Regions from separate parts of the Macaca mulatta genome. Here all the other regions are linked to region 3. A link is a contact called in public Hi-C data. All regions are on one chromosome and are shown on one strand. Each heading gives the region's core, a stretch centred on a gene start, on an enhancer-like site or on the middle of the called end of the contact. The rest is flanking DNA. Distances are from core to core; before and after follow the strand shown. Region 1 holds the start of MRPL17 (mitochondrial ribosomal protein L17). Region 2 holds the start of FHIP1B (FHF complex subunit HOOK interacting protein 1B). Region 3 holds the start of ARFIP2 (ADP ribosylation factor interacting protein 2).

What was found. Hi-C and Micro-C count contacts between places; a contact is called where the count stands out from the background.
Region 1: a Hi-C map of blood shows a contact between it and region 3, with 4 times the contacts expected there. The contact joins the promoter of MRPL17 here to the promoter of ARFIP2 in region 3. A contact is called at or near these places in 2 of 14 Hi-C or Micro-C datasets (blood and cortical neurons).
Region 2: a contact with region 3 is called in a Hi-C map of blood, with 5 times the contacts expected there. The contact joins the promoter of FHIP1B here to the promoter of ARFIP2 in region 3. A contact is called at or near these places in 4 of 14 Hi-C or Micro-C datasets (CD4 T cells, blood, fetal cortex germinal zone and 1 more).

The regions. Positions count from the first base shown.
Region 1 is chr14:59,100,421-59,103,750 of T2T-MMU8v2.0, reverse strand. It overlaps MRPL17 (mitochondrial ribosomal protein L17), which reads right to left and starts at 1,731. Exons shown (of 3, transcript NM_001193734.2): 1 at 1,454-1,731; 2 at 1,077-1,145; 3 at 1-732. The coding sequence starts at 1,627. The coding sequence ends at 448.
Region 2 is chr14:59,554,537-59,557,487 of T2T-MMU8v2.0, reverse strand. It overlaps FHIP1B (FHF complex subunit HOOK interacting protein 1B), which reads right to left and starts at 1,320. Exons shown (of 12, transcript NM_001194481.2): 1 at 1,153-1,320.
Region 3 is chr14:59,303,404-59,306,634 of T2T-MMU8v2.0, reverse strand. It overlaps ARFIP2 (ADP ribosylation factor interacting protein 2), which reads right to left and starts at 1,851. Exons shown (of 8, transcript XM_015114974.3): 1 at 1,742-1,851; 2 at 829-929; 3 at 481-577. The coding sequence starts at 927. It overlaps TIMM10B (translocase of inner mitochondrial membrane 10B), which reads left to right and starts at 2,010. Exons shown (of 4, transcript XR_013404052.1): 1 at 2,010-2,174; 2 at 2,266-2,361; 3 at 2,553-2,797.

The DNA of each region.
Region 1 (3,330 bases), core at 482-2,981, 200 kb after region 3:
ATCTTCTCTAAGAAATCCCAAGCACTCAGTCTCTAGGAGACCAGATGTCAAAACAAAACCACCTCTGGCAACATTTGGAATTACAGGATGCATTCCCATGTAAACTGGCATTAAGAAAAACAGAACTGCACTAACCAAAAATAACCCAAATTTAAGGACCAGAAGCATAAGCCAGGAATTTACTATCCCAGGTAGACTGAGCATTTGGGTAATTCTCATTCTCCAGAAATCCCACAGGAGGGAAAAAAGAAATGAACTTATATATATTCATATAAAGACTTTTATCTATTGTGCAAAGAGAGGGTCATCTGGCTCCCAGAAGGTTCTCAATCCCATTAAGACTGTCCATTTTACATCTCTAGCTCCAGTTCTTCTCAGAGAGTAAAAGCGCTCCAAAGGCCTGTGATCATGGGCACTGATTAAGGGCTGCAGACTCTTCAGATCCAGTTAAATCCTTGGTGTTTGAGCTGTGTGGGAGCTGTGGTTGCTTGCTTCCTGGCTCTGGCTGAGGTCCTGCCGCAAACCCTGCAGCAGCTGGTTTAGGAGTGTAAGGTGGCTGTCTCTGCGAGGCAGAGGCAGGGGTGGGAGGCAGTTCCCTTTATACTCGATCACTGCCATTTTGGCCCGATCCAAACTCCGATTTGGGATCTGCAGCATTCTTGTGTAGCCCCCATTTTGATCTTTGTATCGAGGGGCCAGAACTTGAAACAGCTTTGGGATCAAGTCTTTCTCCTAGAGGGAGAATTATCCAAGAGACAGAAGAGTCAGGGAAAACTGCAGAGGCATTTAACTTTAGGCCACTCCCAAAGATAAGGTCCATCCACACATAGAAAGACCTCCCCCGCCCCTCACCAATCTGGTAGAGTCAATGTTACACAAAGGAGTCGTTTATAGGCAGTTGTGCAGAGGTATATTGACATCGACTTCAACTAACTTAAGACACAGTTTCTAATTTAGTTAACAACATTGGCCCATAAGTGAGTACCCAAGCTTAATTCTGCACAGTTCTCCTTCTTCCAACCCCTACCCCTAGGGAGTAAAGGGTGGGATTCTGAAGGCCGATAGGACGCACTCACTGTGAGCCAGAAGTCAGCCATGCGCATGGCTCGTTCGTTGGTGTCTCCCAGCTTCCCATAGTCGATGAGCTGTGAGGACATAACATCACGGATCCAACCGAGCAAGAAAACAAGGTGCCAATCTAATTTCTCTAATACCGGACCGCAATGCATTCTTTCCACTAGCAAACCATCTCCAATCTACGCCATCTCTTAACTCCGCAGCCCTAACCAGTCTTCCATTAGAGGCGATGGAGGGGCGGGTTCAGCTGAGGGTCCTAGAAGACTCAGACTTGGGGAATGGTTTACCAGGTTGGTCCCAGTCCCTTTCCACTTGCAGCCGGCCCCGCCCCCTCAGACTAGACCCGCAGAGTGGACAAGAGGGCCCCGCTCCTCACCTTCTCCGCGTAGCCCCTCATCTCGTCCACACGCGCCCATGGTGCCTCGATGCGTTCGTGCCGCACCAGCCCTGTGAGCAAGTTCCGCAACAGATGGATGCGGGACTCGGGACCGAGGCCCAGACGGCGAAATACGCGGCCATGGGAGATGGCTGCAGCGACCGACAGCCGCATGTTTCCAGCTTCTGCCCGCCCCTTGGAGGCCGGAACTGGAAACTGGAAGGTAGACCGGGTGGCGGCAATTTCAGGGGACGCATGCGCCTTAGCTCCGAGCGTGGCGAACGTGTTTGCGCATGCGCATCAGAGCCTGCCTCGTTGGCAATCTCGGGAAGGGCGGAGAAATGGTGTTGAGCTTTTCTAGAGGCGGCGAGCTGGGCGGGCTTCAGGCATCCAGAGCGCTCTGTGGCGGCCGGAGAAGCAGGCGCCCCCTAGTGTGGGATAAGCGGGCCATCGGGGTTTTTTTTTTTTTGGCTGCGTCAGCCAGTGGCTTTTAGGGCGATGGGACGCTCCGCCGCGGAGCCTCCTGGGAAAGAGAGCGTCTGAGGAGAAAGGCACCCGGAGGGGTCGGAGCCCTGCGGGCTGACGGCCCTACGGGGTCCAGCAGTGAACAGCTAGCCTTGTTGACACCTGTACGCATCGTTTTTAACAGTGATTTTCAGTAGTAATAGTAAAACGGATAATAACGATGACCGGAAAAGAAACGCAGATAGTGAAATTTTTCTTTTGTTGAAGTAATCATTCCAGTTAAAAAATTTACAGCGCTAAAGGGAAAAGTAGTGGATTGTTTTTAATTACACCAGTGTGTTTTTTTAAGGGGAAAAAACATACCTACACATTTGTGTGTTAATGAACAGTAATATTGTAGTTTGTTTTTGAGCCTTAACATCTGCAAATTGGCAATAACTGTCAAAATTATTCCTTGTTATGGGTTGAATTGTGTCTTCCCTCGTGATTCTTCCCGTCCCCAAAAAGCTGTGTTAAGTCCTAACCTGCAGTAACTCAGAATGTGACCTTATGTGGAAATAGGGTCATTGTAGATGTAATTTGTTAAGATGAAGCCATACGGGTATAGGTGGGCACCTAATCCAAAATGCCTAGTGGCCAGATAGATAGATAGATAGATACATATATACGTACATACATATATACAGGTCGGGCACGGTGGCTCACGCCTGTAATTCCAGCACTTTGGGAGGCCGAGGCGGGCGGATCACCTGAGGTCAGGAATTCGAGACCAGCCTGGCCAACATGCTGGCCAACAGCCTGGCCAACACGTCTCTACTAAAAACACAAAAATTAGCCGGGTGTGGTGGCTCATGCCTGTAATTCCAGCTACACGGGAGGCTGAGGCAGGAGAATAGCTTGAACCCAGGAGGCGAGGTTGCAGTGGGCTGAGATGAGGCCACTGCACTCTAGCCTGGGCGACAGAGTCAGACTCCATCTCAAAAAAGAAAAAAAAAAAAAAAAAAAAAAAAAGCGTATGAAGAGAGACAGATGGACACTCAGGGTAATGCTGACCAGGTAAAGACAGAGACATATAGGGAGAAAGCCATGTGACCTTGAAAGCAGAGATTATGGAGTTCAGCAGTTGCAAATCAGTGAATGAACTCCAAAGATTGATTGCTGGAGCACACCTGAAGCCAAGGGAAAGGTATAAAACGTATTCTTTTTCAGATCCGTCAGAGAGCATGACCCTGCTGCTAACACATTGCTTTCTTACTTCTAGCCTCCAGAGCCACAAAACAATAAATTTCTGCTGTTTTAAGTTCCACAGTTTGTGATAGTTTGTTACAGCAGTCTTAGGAAATGAATTCACTCCTCTTTACGTGTACATATGCAGTAGACGTATAGATTTGTCACTCTGTCAGCTTCTAGGT
Region 2 (2,951 bases), core at 71-2,570, 250 kb before region 3:
TTCATGTGCATTTGGGTTGGTGGGGAGAAGAGGACCTAAAAGAATGCTAGTAAGATGAACCCAATTACAGGGTGTGGAGATGAAGAGATGAATTTTCAGGTGGTTGAAATGTTCAGTATCTTGAGAGTGATGATGGGTTTCACAGATGTTTACACATGTCAAAACTCATCAAACATACATTTTAAATATAATATATGCTAGCTTTTTAAAACATTCAACTGTAAGAAAGGACAGCAAGGCCACCCTGTTCGGAACCCTAAATACAGTGCTGTATAGGGCAAACCATATGACCTCCATAAAAGTAGAATTAGCAACTGAATATGGTCAGTCCAATCAAAGACCCACAGTTAAGCACAGGTAAGGAGCAGCAGTCGAATAAGGTTGTCCAGAAGGAGGTAGAGAGAAAACACAAGCTGTCACAGCGCAAAACCCTTCATGAGAGGGCCCATCTTCAACTATGCAGTCCAGAGGAGGGAGTCGAAGGAACTGAAGTTTCAGTGATTACTCTGCTGAAGACTGAGCCTCAAATATTATTTTCATTACCATAGTACTACTGCCCAACACACCTTCATTTTCTTGTCCTCCAGAATATGGAAAGTCCATGGGAGCAGAGGAGTCAGGTGCACAACACTTCCATCCAAGCTGCCCTACTTCGCCTAAACTATTGCTCTTACTGAACATGACAGTCCATCGAGGGAGGCCTCAGAATCAACCTCTCACCTTTATCCAAGTCTCACAGCCCTAATTCCCTCCATCCATGCCCCGCCTTTAACTCCCTCACCAATTTGCCGCCACCCCGCAGGCTCCCAGCTGCGCCTTTGACTCTCCCTCTCCTCGCGCAGGCCTTACCCCCTCACACTAGTCCCAGAGTATCCTTCAACTCAGCCCTCAGTGGCCCCAGCTTTAGTAAACCGCGTTCAGGAGTCCCTTCAACTTGGCACCTCCGAAAGCAGCCAGCCTCTCACAGCCCCTCATTTGTCCACTCACCTGTAAGCTCTCATCTTCCTTCTCTTATCTTAGCCACTCACACCCGGACCCTCACCACCTGCCAACACCTCACAACCAGTACAGTAACCAAACCCGGCACTGTCTTTTCCCAGTCTCTCATCCTCCCAAGCGCCTGCCTCTCCAGGCCCTCTGGCCCATGCGTACTGTTCACTCACGGAACGCCGAACCTGGCCGGGCCCGCTTGTTGCGGCAGTGTTAGGTGAGTTCAGACCGCCGCCATCGCTTCTCAGGCGCACCAACCGCGCCCCGCCCCACGCCACACGCAGTCCGCGCCCCCGCGCACCACACGTAACCGCCCGGCGACGCACGACTGGGCAATGGCGTGCCAGCTCATTGGCTGAGCCCGACCAAACCGGAGCAAGGACGCTTGTTTCCTGGCAACGGCTGAACGCAGGGGCGGGATCGCCGACGGCTATCCGAGGGAGGAGCACCGCCTCTCCTCTTGGTTCCGCCCCTTCGTACGTAAATCCCGCCCCTCAGAGGGACTCCGGCGTGTCATAGGGGAAGGCCTCAGGGAAGGTGGAGGCCCGCAGAGCGGAGGCGGAGCCCGGGAAGGAAAGGTCGAACCAGAGGGCAGAAGGCGGGACCTAAGGAGAGACGCGACTTTTACAGGCAGGGAAAGATCAGAAGAGCGGGGCTTGAGAGAGATGGAGCCGGAAGAAAGACGAGAAAGGGGTGGGGCCACGGATTCCGGGCGACGCGTGGAGTGGAAGAGTGGGCATGAGGGGCGTGGCTATCACGAAAAGACAGGAGGAATCATTAGGTGGGCCCGGCCTGCGGAAAAGCGAGGCCTGGAGAGGGCTGACTGCGGGCATTCTAGTTCATTTTGCTGCCTCGTCGTGCATAGCTTGGTCTCTAGTACCCCAGCGATGACTGCCCCTGGCTCGCCCAACACCTTTGTGCTGTGCTGCTCCGTGACCCCTTGAGCACTTAGTCAAGGAACACGGAATAAGTACCTGCATGCCCAGCTGGATTCCAGATCAGTTAGAACCAGTCTCTGCTCTCCGGGACCTCAGAGAATTGCAACGTAGTGTGATAAGTGCATTACTACGGGGGCCATCTAGAAGCAGCACTTAGCATGATTTGTATGTATAGAGGATGAGAGGAAGGTATGGTGAAGGAGCTTAAAGAAGATTTCCAGGAGGAGATGGTGTCTAAGCCGAGTCTTGGGAAACAAGCAAGAGTAAGATAAACTAAAATAGAAAAATAGAAGTTTCAGATAAAGTATGTAGTTTTAAAAGTATTTTACCGGCTGGGCGCAGTGGCTCACGCCTGTAATCCCAGCACTTTGGGAGGCCGAGGCTGGCGGATCACGAGGTCAAGAGTTCGAGACCAGCCTGACCAACATAGTGAAACCCCGTCTTTACTGAAAATACAAAAGTTAGCTGGGCGTAGTGACGTGCTCCTGTAATCCCAGCTACTTGGGAGGCTGGGGCAGGAGAATCGCTTGAACCTGGGAAATCGCTTGAACCTGGGAGGCGGAGGTTGCAGTGAGCCGATATGGCACCACTGCATTCCAGCCTGGGCAACAGGGTGAGACTCCGTCTCCAAAAAAAAAAAAAAAAAGTATTTTGCCAATGTTAAATACCTGGTTTTTATCATTGTGCTCTAGTTATATAAGATCATAACGTTAGGGGAACATGGATAAGGAATTCATAAGAACCCTGTATTATTTTTACAACTTTTCTGTAAGCCTAAAATTAGTTCAAATAAAAAGTATTTAAAAAGAAATCGAAGTTTCAGACCAAAGGATCAACATATACCAGAGAAAGGAAGAATGGACAGCATGTGGGAGGTGCTATAAGAACTGCAGTCAGTATAGTGTGTCTGGAGCCTAGGCAACATGTGAGGAAACATTGTGAGATGAGGCTGAAGACATGGACTGGAGAACTTTATAAACCATGTTAAGGAATTTAGATTTTATTTTTGGGATGATAGCTATA
Region 3 (3,231 bases), core at 602-3,101:
GTTGGTGTATAGGGGCAGAGGAAACAGAAGAAAATACACTGAGTTTGGGGGCAGCAGGAGTCAAGGATGGTGGGTCATGATAACAAGAAACCTGGTTGCATTCCCATGTGGAATCTTAGTGTGAGATTCAGGGCTGTTTGTTCCTCTAAACTTTAGAATCTAAAAATTCTGAAAAGCCTCACAAAGTTCCAACTCAGCCTCAAGCTGTAGAGCGGGGGCATTCCTGTGAAGTAGGTCTTAACTTGACTCAGGTGGTGGCAGGGAAAGGACGAATGAGCCATTTCAGGGGCCAAGTGGCAAAAGGGAAATGGATGGACAATGCTGGGAGTTGCTTTTGGGCTGAGGAGAGTCCATGGGATTCCTACAAGCAGAAGTTCCTAAGATCTCCAGACATTATTCAAGCTTTCCTAGACATATCCTATGCTTCCCCAAACCATTCCTGTCCCCTCCTCCACCCAAGCTTCCTGTTTCTGTTCATACCTGTGGGGATGAGTCCATCACCAGAGCCCCCATAGCCACCAGACACAATGCTGGTTTCATTGAGGTTGGGTCCTGACACCATCACTTGCTGGAGGTCCTATAGGCCAGAGAAGAGGGGTTGCTTCAGGAACATAGGGACTGCAGAAGCATTTTGGAGGTGGGAACAAGTTTGGATTCAAGCATCATAAAGACACTACACAAGGGAAGTCTGCACAGAATCAAAATGATATGTAAAATTAAGGGAGTCAGATAAGTTCAGGGGAAGGCTACTGGAATGGAGGGTGAGAACCCAGGATTTATAAATTGGATTCCTAAATTGAAACAATTAGAAGAATCAAACAGAAGCACCTGCTCCAGCCCATCATCTTCAGGAAGCTGCCTGGCTTCACCGTTCCCGTGGATAGGGATCTCCATTGTGGCTGCCTTCCCTAGGATCCCGTCCGTCATGGCTAGGAAAGGTATTGGAGTAAAACTCTCCACCCCAGCACCCTGCAAAGCCCAACACAGAAGTTCTGGGCACTGGCCAGCACTCTAGAAGAAGGAAGCCTCCTCTGTCATTTCTTTAAAGGCTGTCCCAGGGTTTGAGTGTCCCAGCGTTTGGTCATCATTCCTTTCTTCAGGTATATGTATTTCTCCCCTCCAAAATGCACATTTGTACACAGGCACACCAAAGCACGGTGTCTTCTCACAAGCCCCCAACCTCACCAGGCCTCTGGTGATTATTCTACACTCATTCAGTCATTCAGCAGACATTTAGTGAGTGCCTACTCTGTGTCAGGTACTATTTGTGACAATGAAAATACAACAGTGAAGAGGGAAAGTAGCTCTCTTAGAACTTATCTCCATGCAGGCGTGTTTATGCTGAGCAGGAGATGGACCCTTTCCAGGGCTCAGGTCTTCACCCCCCATTCAGGTTTGTTCTCCATTGCTTGGCCTTTCTCACTCCTTTAGTGTTTCTTCCCCCTTCCTTCAGGGGGTCTCCCCTCCTACGTCTCATACAACTCCTCTTCCTTGGGCCCTCCCCACCAGGCCTTAGTTAGATCAGTTGGTGTATGTTCCCAGTCTCTGGCAAAAGCCTGTCTTTACCAGGATATCGGTGATCCCTTCCACAGTCAGTCTCCCAGGTATGTGAGTCCCCGCCCCCACCCCCATACACCTGGACATCAGGTGTGTCCTCATTCTTCCCCAGGGCTCGGGGCATCTTGCCCTCTGGACAGGTTTGTGCGTTCAACTTCCCGTCGCCCAAGCATGTCCCTCTCACCTCGGGCCGGGCCGCTCTTCCCCTCAGGGCGCCAGGCCCGGGCCGCGCGGGGACCTCGGGCTCCAGTTCCCGTCGCGATCCTAGCAGCAGGTCAGGGACTCGGCGGAAGTGACGTCCTCTCCGGGCAGAAGAAGCCGGCCACGTCGCAGATTATAAGGGCGGAAGTGACGTCGAAGCCGGGGCAGGGCGATACTCTAGCTTGGTTCTCGAGAGCAGCGAGAGGTTACTTCCGGGGCGGCACCGAGAAGCTGAAAAGGAAGTGGCGTAGAGCATGCGCCGGTGGCGTGATGGAGCAGCAGCAGCAGCAACAGCAACTGAGAAACGTGAGTGAGAACTAAGTCGTTTCGGGGCCAGACGTTCAGCTCGCATTCCTGCACACATCGCGGAAACCCCATAGAGCCAGGGATCTGAGGGCTGGAAACTTCGGGTTATGGTGCGCGGGCCTGGGAAACTTTGGGCTGCGCGACCTTGAGTAGAAGTGTGGGGCACATATCGCTGAGTTCGTGGTCCCGGTTTTCTCCCAGCTGCGTGACTTCCTGTTGGTCTACAATCGGATGACAGAACTCTGCTTCCAGCGTTGTGTGCCCAGCTTGCACCACCGAGCTCTGGACGCTGAGGAGGTGGGGAACTGTGTAAGGAGGTTACGCTGCAAACAGAGTTTAGCGGTAGACTGCTTCCCTCCTCACCCCACTTCCCCTACCTCTGGTCCTGGCCTTCCCAGACCCTCACCCCTAGGCTGTGCATGGGGAAGGAAGGAGGCGGGCCCGACAGGACACCTTTGTCCTCCGCTTAAACCCTATCTTCCTTCTAGGAGGCCTGTCTGCACAGCTGTGCTGGGAAGCTGATCCATTCCAACCACCGCCTCATGGCCGCTTACGTGCAGCTCATGCCTGCCCTGGTACAGCGCCGCATCGCAGACTACGAGGCTGTCTCGGCTGTGCCAGGCGTTGCTGCTGAGCAGCCTGGGGTCTCTCCATCAGGCAGCTAGCCATCTCCAACCCCAGGAGGGAAGGCCCTGGATGGACCCTCAGATTGAAGGACCCAGTGGACCTTAGGGTTGGTGAATCCTAAACGGAGAGAATTCGAGGTCGCCTGAAAACTGGCTGTCCTTGCTCCTTTTCCTGGAGCCAATATACTCGCTTTTTACTCTGTTTGATTTATATTCTGGGCAAGGAAGCTTTGCATACTTTATTGGCATAATCCTTTGTTCTGTCATTTAGCCATATCTGCTGGCTTCAGCCCTGGCAGCTGATAAGTTGTCTTCTATATGTAGAAGGAAAACCTGAGTATTTGCAGGCATCTGGTTAAAGCAGGGTCTGTGTGTACAATTTTAAAATGAGTAATATGTCAGGCTTTATCTTAGTTTACAACAAAACTACAAGTAAGCGGTATTAGCCTCACTAAATAGATGAGGAAGCAAGATTCCAGAATGTACCAGAAGGCCATTTGATACAAAAGGAGATTGGTTCCTGCCCAGATGACAGAAAATG